Regions from separate parts of the Sus scrofa genome. Here region 1 is linked to region 2. Evidence: chromatin contacts called from public HiChIP or PLAC-seq data. All regions are on one chromosome and are shown on one strand. Each heading gives the region's core, a stretch centred on a gene start, on an enhancer-like site or on the middle of the called end of the contact. The rest is flanking DNA. Distances are from core to core; before and after follow the strand shown.

Evidence for each region. HiChIP or PLAC-seq counts read pairs in DNA pulled down with a chosen protein or histone mark.
Region 1: a contact with region 2 is called in an H3K27ac HiChIP or PLAC-seq map of alveolar macrophages. The contact joins two enhancer-like sites. A contact is called at or near these places in 1 of 47 Hi-C or Micro-C datasets (epiblast stem cells) and 1 of 2 datasets of contacts at active chromatin or transcription factors (alveolar macrophages).

The regions. Positions count from the first base shown.
Region 1 is chr14:65,583,627-65,588,893 of Sscrofa11.1, reverse strand. The region is part of intron 8 of ARID5B (AT-rich interactive domain-containing protein 5B); the gene reads right to left. Among named protein-coding and RNA genes, the nearest start is that of MIR9836, 160 kb to the left of the region's middle. Within about 2 kb of position 2,598, at least 43 of the 83 cell types and tissues checked have an H3K27ac peak or open chromatin away from gene starts, as enhancers often do. A contact at or near this core is called in alveolar macrophages, where this site is marked.
Region 2 is chr14:65,383,744-65,388,935 of Sscrofa11.1, reverse strand. No RefSeq gene overlaps it. Among named protein-coding and RNA genes, the nearest start is that of ARID5B, 22 kb to the left of the region's middle. Within about 2 kb of position 2,460, at least 2 of the 83 cell types and tissues checked have an H3K27ac peak or open chromatin away from gene starts, as enhancers often do. A contact at or near this core is called in alveolar macrophages, where this site is marked.

The DNA.
Region 1 (5,267 bases), core at 1,349-3,848, 200 kb before region 2:
TCAGAAGAGAGGATCAATGAGGGCAGGCAACTCTAGTAGCGTCGATGCTGTGGGTTTATTCTCTTTTCTCAATACAAGCATTTTTTGAGTGACTTCATTACCAGTGCCGCTGGTGCATTCCTAGAAACTTCCACAAGTTAGTAATCTACCTCCCCAGTCAAAACCTGCACCTGGTAACTTACTTCTTTGCAAGCCCTCTTTCTGGCTTTGTGCATCTATACAGCGAGGATACCAATGGAAGGATCCAAGGTCACATCTTTATCACAATCTGTGGAACCTGACTAAATGCCAGTAACAACATCCCAACAATAACAGCGACTAGAATGATAGTTGCCATTCATTCATGATTCCGCCAACCACTGTTTATTGAGCACCAACTATGTGCCAGGCACTGTTCTAGGTGCCAAGATACAGCAGTGAACAAGAGGGTCAAAGCTCCTGAGGCTTATATTCTAGTAAGTACTAGTATGTGCCAGGTAATGACCTCAGCACATCATATAGATTAGTTCATGTAATGTCCATAACATCCCTATGGAGTATTATGATCACTGTTGCTATTATTATTCCCTTTTTGACAGATGAGGCAACTGAGGCCCCAAAAGTTTAAATAATTTGCCCGAGAGTCACACCATTTGCTAGATGTGGAATTTGAACCTAGTTCTGCCTGTCTCCAACGTTTATGTTTTATCCATGTCAAAATATAGACACAACACTTAAATAAAGAGGTTACCCAGGGTTCTGAGGGAGATTGGTGACTCCAGGATGAGGAGCTCTGTCGTGGGGTGCCAAGTTAAAGAGGACCCCAGGGAGAAGAGAGGCAGACAGAAGACTCCAGCCACAAAAAAAATCAGAGGGCTGAAAAATTCAAGCATTTTAATTATATAACTTTTTAAACAAAGTACATAAAATTGCTCTAAAAAGAGAAACATCAAACAGCTCTCGTTTTAATCTGTTTTCCCTTTGCGACATAGCGCTTGATCTGAAAGGGAAAAATAGCTGATGTAATTAAAAGGGATGGATTGCATTACAATCTCAGTTTCAACTTCAGTGATTAAAGTTTTTATAATGCATTTGGTATGATTAATGACTCACTGTGGGATTAATACAAGACTCAGCCTTAAAAATATGAACTTTAATAGAGCAAACATAATTTGTTTTAAATAAGACAAGTTGACTCAATGAAGAAAATGTACTTGGCTTATAAACAACATAAATCTGTTCAAATATTGGGAACCCTAATTATTTTTAAATGGAGACTCCCAAGCAAAACTGCCTTTGGTTTGGGCAATTGTTGGCTATCCTAAAATTGGTTTCTAACTAGGCAATTTGGATCTCAACTGCTTACAAATACACAACTGTTCAGGTTTGTGAGTACAGACGTGGGGACAGTTGTGATCAAAATAGTCTCCTCTTTAATAAAAGACCAAGTAAATTATGGGAAAATCAAATCCCAATTTATAGCATCTTAGAAACAACACTCACTTACTGAGCATGCTCGGACAAGGTATGTGCAAGGAGGCGTGAATAATAGTTTCGAGCCCTGCATCTGGCAGTGGGCCAGCCGTGAAGATCAGCACAGCCCATGGGGAATAGTTATCTTCAGATCCCATTACAAACTGAGTTTAAACATGTTACAGCTGCTAAAACTGGAAACTGTTCTCTCTATGTAGACTTACTAAAATAATATATGGCTGCCAAATACCTGCTTCCCACTGTAATATTACAGTTACTGTTTATGTAATAAAAAGCATAACTAAGCAGAAGAGAGAAAAAAAAAGCAATCCTGTTCATACTTGAATGTATTCTGTCTCATCTGTAAAGTCCCCAACATTCCCCCCTAATTGCTTTGATGTGCATGGTTCTGCCAGGGACTTTATCCCCTTCAACAGTGGCAGGTTGGGGATTTCTGTCCCAGAGTAAAATGCATTGACTATTTCAAATTAGAAAAAAACTATTTTAAACTGACTTTGAGGAAAACCTCTTTTTATTGTTAGGACAGATAGGTTTGTTGTACTTTTGTTTGGTTGCCATGAGAACCGCTCAAGCATTGAAGTCTGGGTATTCCAGTGGTTACTGTCTGTTGGCACCGCCCTCCATCCAACTCTATTCTCTAATCTACATGGTGACACCATGAGGGGCTCCTTTCAGCAAAAAGGACGACGACATCACCCCCCTGGCAAGGGGGTGAGAGGAAGCAGAGGACGGGGGTGGGAGGGCCACCAGGTCCTGACAGCCCTGGGCCAAGCCAGCTTTCTAGATGGGTGCTAAGGAAAATTGAATTTCTTAGACAGTTGTGCAAGTTCAAGAGGTAGGGCAACATTTCTATTCTTTTCCTTTCCTTCTTTTTTTTTTTTTTTTTTTTTCCCCTTCCCTTCACTCAACTCAGCAGCTGGCTGGCCGACAGCAGTAAAAAATACATTTCACTTTGCTGGTCAAAGGCCTAAAGCCAGAAGCAGGAAATCTGGAATTAAATGTTTCTTGTATCTGGAAAGAGGCATGACTAAGGTAAAACTGAATCCAAACACAAACCCTGCTTGTTCAAGGCTTCCAGAGGGAGTGTGCTTGTGAGTGAGTGAGTGTGTAGTCTGTGTGTGTGTGTAAAGGTCAATTGAGTGTTTTTTTTTCCCCTTCTAAATCACTGAAAGATAATTATAGTGGCTCAGGGAAAAAAAGGCTCCCAAAATAAAACAAGAAAGGCAGCAGCTAAAAGGAAACAAGTAGAAATATGACCAGCTAAGCCCTGAAGAATTGAGCGTGGTCTCACCCAGCTGAACAATCGCTGTTCATGTAGTGATTTCCGTTCAGTGCGATTTTCACTGAATGTTTTTTCAGTTATCCTGTCACGGTACAACACAATTACCCCACAGGATATGATCTTATCATCTGATTATTAGAAGTTTTTACAGTACAAGAGGACGAGAGCTATTACGGGTTTCTGAACATTTCAACATTTAACGTACACGCGATACCACTAAAGACAGGTTAGCCAACCTAAGGTCAACATGGCCCAACGCAGGAAGCATTGTATTGCATAAAGAATTTAGTCTAAAGCAACATGACTGTGCCTTGCAGATGACTATTCCTCAAATATTTGTAGTACAACAAAGATTTAATCAGCTTCTAAACTGTACAGATAAAAGCAAATAATGCACCCCAGCCCCTAAGAACTAATTACCCAGGAGAAATATTTTCAATGGGCTGCAACTCTTTAGAATGTGGTGTGGATTTCTGGTGGATGGAAGTGATGGGGAAGAGAAGCAATATATTCATTAGAAAATCCAGAGAGCTCCCCCCGCACCCCCTACATCTACATGTAGTCGGTGCATTGAAAGCTGGGTAGATAAATGGGCCTTTACTATTATCCTGATTTCACATTTCAGATTAGCAAAATGCTTATTTATGATGCCATTAATGGATCTGAAATAGGTAAGCCATCATGTATTAAAAAAAAAAATATCTTTCCATAGGCGTAAGATTTGTAGCAGCATGAGATTTTATTTTTCCCTAGGAATAATACAAGAATAACATTTTCCACCCCAAAGCAGAAACAGTAGGGGAGCCTTTTGCTATCACGGAGATTCTTATTAAATTCAGTCACTGTGAAAAGCAAGATTTTTTTTCTCCTCTTCCTCCTCCTCCTTTTATTTTTTTTTTAAATAAAGATGACTTAAAATCAACCCAAGTTAAAATTAACAAATCAATGGCATTATAACCTTGATTTATTAGTGTCTGAGCCACTAAATTATCATCATACAAGAAATTGCTGGTTTGAAAAGATTTCGGCTTTGTTAAATCTCAAGTTAAATAATGGTGCTCAGTATACTAGGTTTTTAGATCTGCCTCATCTGATATTATGAAAAATTCAATACATTTCTCTACAGCAGAAGTCAGAGGTCAGCAAATCTATTACTGTAATGTAAGTAATCTGGCAACCTGCCAAGTCTTTCTCCCTTTTATTATTTTTTTTAAACATGAAGGCAGATAATTTTATATTTACAAATTCTAAAATCCTCCAGGGCCTTGCCTCTCTCTCAACAAAAAGCAGCAGCCTCACATTTGAGAAATGTATATTGCACACGTCCTCATCATTTGCATTTCATACAAAAGAAGCAAAGACCCTTCATCTTTATTAGGCAACATCCTCCTCCCCTCCCCACAGGCAGAGGAAAAATAATGTCAAATCTCATCAGAACGAGTAACCACTAATGTCTCCTGTATTGATTAATGCTTGCATGGAATGACTGAACTTTTGGGCCAAAACATTTAGCAAACAGTACTTAAGAGAAATGAGAATCTGTCTATTTATAGAGCTCTGAAAAATGATATTATAATAATGTCTGGGACTGACTCAACCTGAAGAGTGGGGGAAGGAGCAGATCTTTAGGATTGTATTTGAACCTCAAACTCACCCTTGTTACTTCATAGGTACTTGTATGGTATCAAACCAGTGAAATATTGTAATCTCAGAGATCTGCTAGTCCCCTTGGAGAATATTTTCGGGCAGAGGGGGATAAAGTTGGTGTGTATATCAGGGCAAAAAATGCTACTACTATTCTTACACTATTAGGTTTTTTCCGTGGTAGTCGAAAGAAATGACATATTGGTTCCACTGAGGCTTCAGACCTGATCTGATCCCAAATGGAGTCATTCTATCTCCATTGATTCCAGGGTTGATACAGTCTAAGGTCTGGCCAGACATTTCCCTTCTCAGCCAGAAACTGAAAATATAACTTCATTGTGAAGTGTGGGAAGCAATCTTTCACCAAATATGGCGCCAACAGAAGGTATGTTTTCCTTTTGTGAAGATGAAGTACACACACTTGTTAAGGTTCCAAGAAGTACAGAGTTCTAATCTCATCTACTGCTGACCTCCAGCTCAGGGTGCTAGCCCATCACGTGAAAAGTCGGGGAGAAGCATTTGGAGGGCAGGTCCCAAAACAAAAGTCAAATACAGACATGCGCTGTGTCAGTGTGCAAAGGAGGAATGTCTCCTCCAATGGGCAAAACGCTGGTTGAGTATAATAATAGTAATGGTGCTGCTTTGTTCCTATTTTTTTGTTTTTTGGGTTTTCTTGGGGCCACCCCATGGCACATGGAAGTTCCCAGGCCAGGGATCAGATAGAGCTGCAATTGCAAGGTACACTGCAGCTGCAGCAACACCAGATCCTTAGCCCACTGTGCTGGGCCATGTATGGAACCTGCATCCCAGAGCTCCAGAGACGCCACCAATCCTGTTGCACCACAGCAGGAATTCCTGTTCCTATACT
Region 2 (5,192 bases), core at 1,211-3,710:
CACAGCAAAAGTAGGATGATGATAGTTCCTTCCCAGGGTTCCTATGACACCAGAATATAATCATATTGAGAAGCATTAGATGGCCATCATTAATAAGTATAGAAATACTAGAGTGGGTGTGAAGAAAAGGGAACCCTCCAACACTGTTGGTAGGAATGTAAATTGGTACAACCATTATGGAAAACAGTATGAAGGTTCCGCAGAAAACTAAATATAGAGCTACTACATGATCCAGCAATCCCACTCCTGGGCATCTATCCAGACAAAACTATAATTCAAAAAAGATATATGTACCCCTATGTTCATTGCAGCACTATTCTTAATAACCAAGACATGGAAACAACCTAAATATCTATGGACAGATGAATGGCTTAAGAAGATGTGGCACATATATACAATGCAATACTACTCAGCCATAAAGAAGAATGAAGTAATGCCATTTGCAGCAACATGGATGCAACTAGAAATTATCATACTAAGTGAAATAAGCCAGAAAGAGAAAGACAAATAGCATATGATATTACTTATATGTGGACTCTAAAATATGGTACAAATGAGTCTATCTACAAAACAGAAACAGGCTCACAGGCATAGAGAGTAGACTTGTGGTTGCCAAGGCCGGGGGGTGGAGGGAGTGGGATAGAGTGGGAATTTGGGGTTAGCAGATACAAACTATTACATTTAGACTAGGGCCCTACTCTATAGCACAGGAAACTGTATTCAATCTCCTGGAATAGACCAGGATGGAAAAGAATATTAAAAAAAAAGAATGTATATATATATATATATATATGACGGAGTCACTTTGCTGTACAACAGAAATTGGCACAACATTGTAGATCAACTGTACTTTAAGGAAGAAAAAAGCATTTAGAGACTATTTAGGCAATTTCAATTTTATTCTTTTCTACCAATATGATATTTGTAGAGTATTTCATTTTGGAGGATTTTGTTCTAGGTGGGGAAAGGCACAACAAAATACAGAATCACAGAATTTGAGAAATGAAAGGGATTACTCAGAAAAAATAAACAAAACTTATGGGCTGTATTTATTTTCCATTCAAAATAAAAAATAGCTTTATTGAGTCCCATGGGGGAAATGTACTGTCTTACTTACACTATCTACTTCATTGCCTAGAAGAATGTCAATGCGAAAAGTGTTACCATTTAGAGACATTCAGAGTTAATACCTGGGCCTATCTGAGAAACAGCCACTTAGGTAGTAGTCTAATCCTTTAGCTCTACATTCAAATTGAGGCCAGGGAGTTGCATGGAACCTTGATTGATTAACAGCCCATTCTCCTCATTACTGATGAGGAAGCTGAGACTCAGAGTTGTTAGAGTGTCCCCATGATCTTCAAAAATAAATCACAGTGACAATACAACATTTTATACAATGTCGACTCTCATTCAATGCTTAGGAGTGACCTAATACCAATTGACAGTATTGTATACATATTCATACAATTCTGGAATAATAGAAGGCTTATTCTGGAAGGAATTTCAGCGTTCACCTGGTTCAGGGTTAGTATTTAGGAGTAATGCCGGTCTGAGGGCACTGGGAAATCCAGTGAGGCCGAACTACCTGAAATGGGCACAGCCCCTAAATGTCCTATGTGATTTTGGACCCAGTGTTGCCAGTGTTGTTCTCTGATTTCTAAAGAGAAGAGAGAAATTTAGATTTCTGGATTTTTATGTGAAAATTTCTTCATCTTTTGGCAACTAAGCAATGAAACTCCCATATGTCCCTTTGCCACACACACACACCGGCACAGAAAACCAAAATCCCGGTGTAGGTCAAATAAGAAGCGTCTATGGCTTCCATCTGTCTGAGTGTTGTCATACTGGGGCCCCTAATCTGGTCCAACTGTCTTCTATCTAAGATAAGGAAACAGAGGCCCAGGAAGGAGAAGTGACTTAACCAATGTCGTCTCAGAAGACTCTCTTCAGAAACCTCTTGTGAAAAGCTGACAGCTCATTTAAAAAAGTATGATGAAATAAAACTGAAATCTGATAATCTAGAGAGCAATAATTCTGAGCTGAGCTCTGTTTAATTGTCTGTAACCTATATTATCCAAGCTGGTGAACAGATGAAGTTAAGAAAGTGAGCCACTGCAATAAAGAGTTGGTAGGGAGGGTTTGAAAATTAAGTGGCAGTATTTGTTCCACTTAAGGATGTTCCCAGAGATGACTTCCTTTTCCAAAGTCATGGACAAGCAGTTAAAGTAATATGGAAATATGTTTACTCATGGTCTCAGAGTAAAAGTTGAGTGAAATAATGAGAATCGTTTGCAATTCCATGGAAGGAAAACCCATGCATATTTTGCATTTGTCTTTGAGATGGATAAATGAATTGATGATTCATTTATTAATGCCACAAATAATGATTGCTCTCTGACTGTGCACTAGTCATGGTTAAGGCACTTAGGACACAGCATGAATAGGAAAAGAAAAAAGTCCCTGCCCTAATGTGACTTATATCTTTCTTAATGGGTTGAATGAGCTGCTTAGGCAATTCTCAACTGGCTAAATAATGGATCAGCTCTTCCATCCTTTTTAGTCATGCCCACAAGAACAAGAAAGTTGATGGTGGCACTGGGAACAAAAAAGTTGGCTCTCTTGCTCCTAGGCCAATATTCTATTGCCGTGGCAATGATATGCTCGCTGGTCTGGATTATGGCATAGACTTTTGTATTTTGAATCAAAGCTCTAAAAATGCCAGGAGGCAAAAGATGCTATTAACGGGACAAGGCAGGGGAACTGGTATCAATTTACTTCTTTGTTGCCCATGCCTCACTTAAAAAAATAATATCTGAAACCCAGCATAAACAGGGCGTGCACCTAAATTAAGCCTGTGGTCAACTTTGCTGGGGAGAGACGACACATTTCTGTGATTCGTCTTCAGCCCTGTTGGCTCTGGCAGATTTACAGGGGTTATATTTTCACACACAAATTGTCCTTGAACAATTTCTCCACTACCTGGAACACTGCTCTCTCTCCTCCCTGCCCCCCTGTCAGATGTGCCCATCTGCCATCTCCCTCCTAGCTTTTTTTCTTTAATAACAAAGTAATTGTTGACATTGTAAGAAAAATCCAATTCTTGGTTGACGTTTACGTTCCAGAGGGTTGCTCTTTGGGGGAGAAAATCAGCAGCAGATAGAGTTGCACATTCCTGACACTGGGGCCAGCTCCCTCGAAAGCCTGCATTACCATGAAACAACTCCATTGCCCTTTCCAGTTTGTTCTCTTTTCTTTCTTGGGAGAGATCAGGAAAGACTAAGGCGGTTTGTCTTTTCCCCTCCCTTGGAGTGCCAGGGCTGCTGCATGGGTCAGTGTAAGAAGAGGTTCGAGGGGAAGATGGTTGATGAGCCTAATATCTCCTGAGTTAAACTTCCATGCCCACTTCTCATGTGCTGGGTGATATTGTGACCTTGCACAGGTCATTTCTAAAATACCTCAGCTCTCTGGCAATAATCAGACCTTGGAAGTCATCATGAGAATGAAACCTCCACTGGCCTCCTCAGATGATTAGAGTCAGCCAGGCAGAGTGGACTTATTAAAGATTTGGTCAAGGGTGGACACTGTCTTCCAGAAATGTGCCAGCTGATGATGTGAAGACTGATCTTTTTGGCAAATTTCTTTTTTTCTCCCAGCAAATTTCATTGTAACAAAGTCCCTACTGAAACAGAATATTACTCAGCCATAAAAAAGAATGAAATAATGCCATTGGCAGCAACATGAATGGACCTAGAGATTATCACACTAAGTGAGGTAAGTCAGACAAAGACAAATATCATATATCACTTATATGCAGAATCTAAAAAAATTGATACAAATGAGCTTATTAACAAAATAGGCTCACGGACTTCAAAAAGAGACTTATGGTTATTAAAGGGGAAAGATGGTGGGAAGGATAAATTAGGAGTTTGGGATTAACATAAACACTACTATATATAAAACATAAAATCCACAAAGACCTACTGTATAGCACAGGGAAATCTACTCAATATTCTCTGATAACCTATATGGGAAAGGAATCCGAAAAAAATAGATATACGTATACATATAACTGAATCGCTTTGCTGTACACCTGAAACTAACACAATATTGTAAATCAACTATACTCCAATAAAAATAAAAATTAAATAAGTGATTTTAAAAACCCTGCTTTTTGTAAGAGCACAGGTTTAGATTACTTACTTTTAGATTCCATATTCAGTTAGTAAACTTTCACATCTCTTGTCATCAGCAAAGATGAACTGTCTGTCTATCACTGAAAAAAAATTGTCCTAACTGGATTAAAGCTAATTTCCACCCCCCACCCCCACACTCCTTTTTCAGCTGCACCCACAACATATGGAAGTTCCAGAGCAGGGATTAAATCTGAGTTGAAACTTCAACTTATGCCACAGCTGTGGAAATGTTGGATCTTTTAAGCCACTGCACCCAGAATGGCAACACCACAAGAGACCAGATCATTACCTCAGTGCTCCACAGTGGGAACTCCGAAGCTAATCTTAATTAAGAGATAAAATAGAAAAATGGTTAGGACAAAGGGCTTTAGAATCAGGTTATCCTTGGTTTGTATCCCTGCCCTGGCACTTTTTAGCTTCAGGACACTGGACAAGTTACTTAAACTCTCTGAGCCTGGTTTTCCTGCTGGTAAACAGAAAATAATCTCTACAATCCAACATGGGGTTATGTTGGCATAAAGGTTAAACGAGATGATGTGTGTGAAAACACTTAAACCAGTGGCCCACCATCATTGAGTATTTAAAGAGCTAATTTTCATTCTTGGTATAATAGAGTTTATAATTCTAAGGGAATATTTTTATCAGTACTTTTTTTTTTTTGGCTTTTTAGGGCTGCACCTGCGGCATATGGAAGTTCCCAGACTAGGGCTCCAACACCAGAGCTGCAGTTGCCGGCGGACACCATAGCCACAGGAATGTGGGATCCAAGCTGCATCTGTGATCTACACCACAACCAGTGGCAACACTGGATCCCTGACCCACTGAGTGAGGCCAGGGATCCAACCCACATCCTCATGGATGCTAGTTGGATTCCTTTCCGCTGTGCCACGACGGGGATTTCTCACCAATACATTTTTACTTAAGGAAGCTCAGTTAACAAAACTTTGTGAATAGGCACTTATGAGACTTGGCATAAAAAAAAAAAAAGAGGAAAGAATA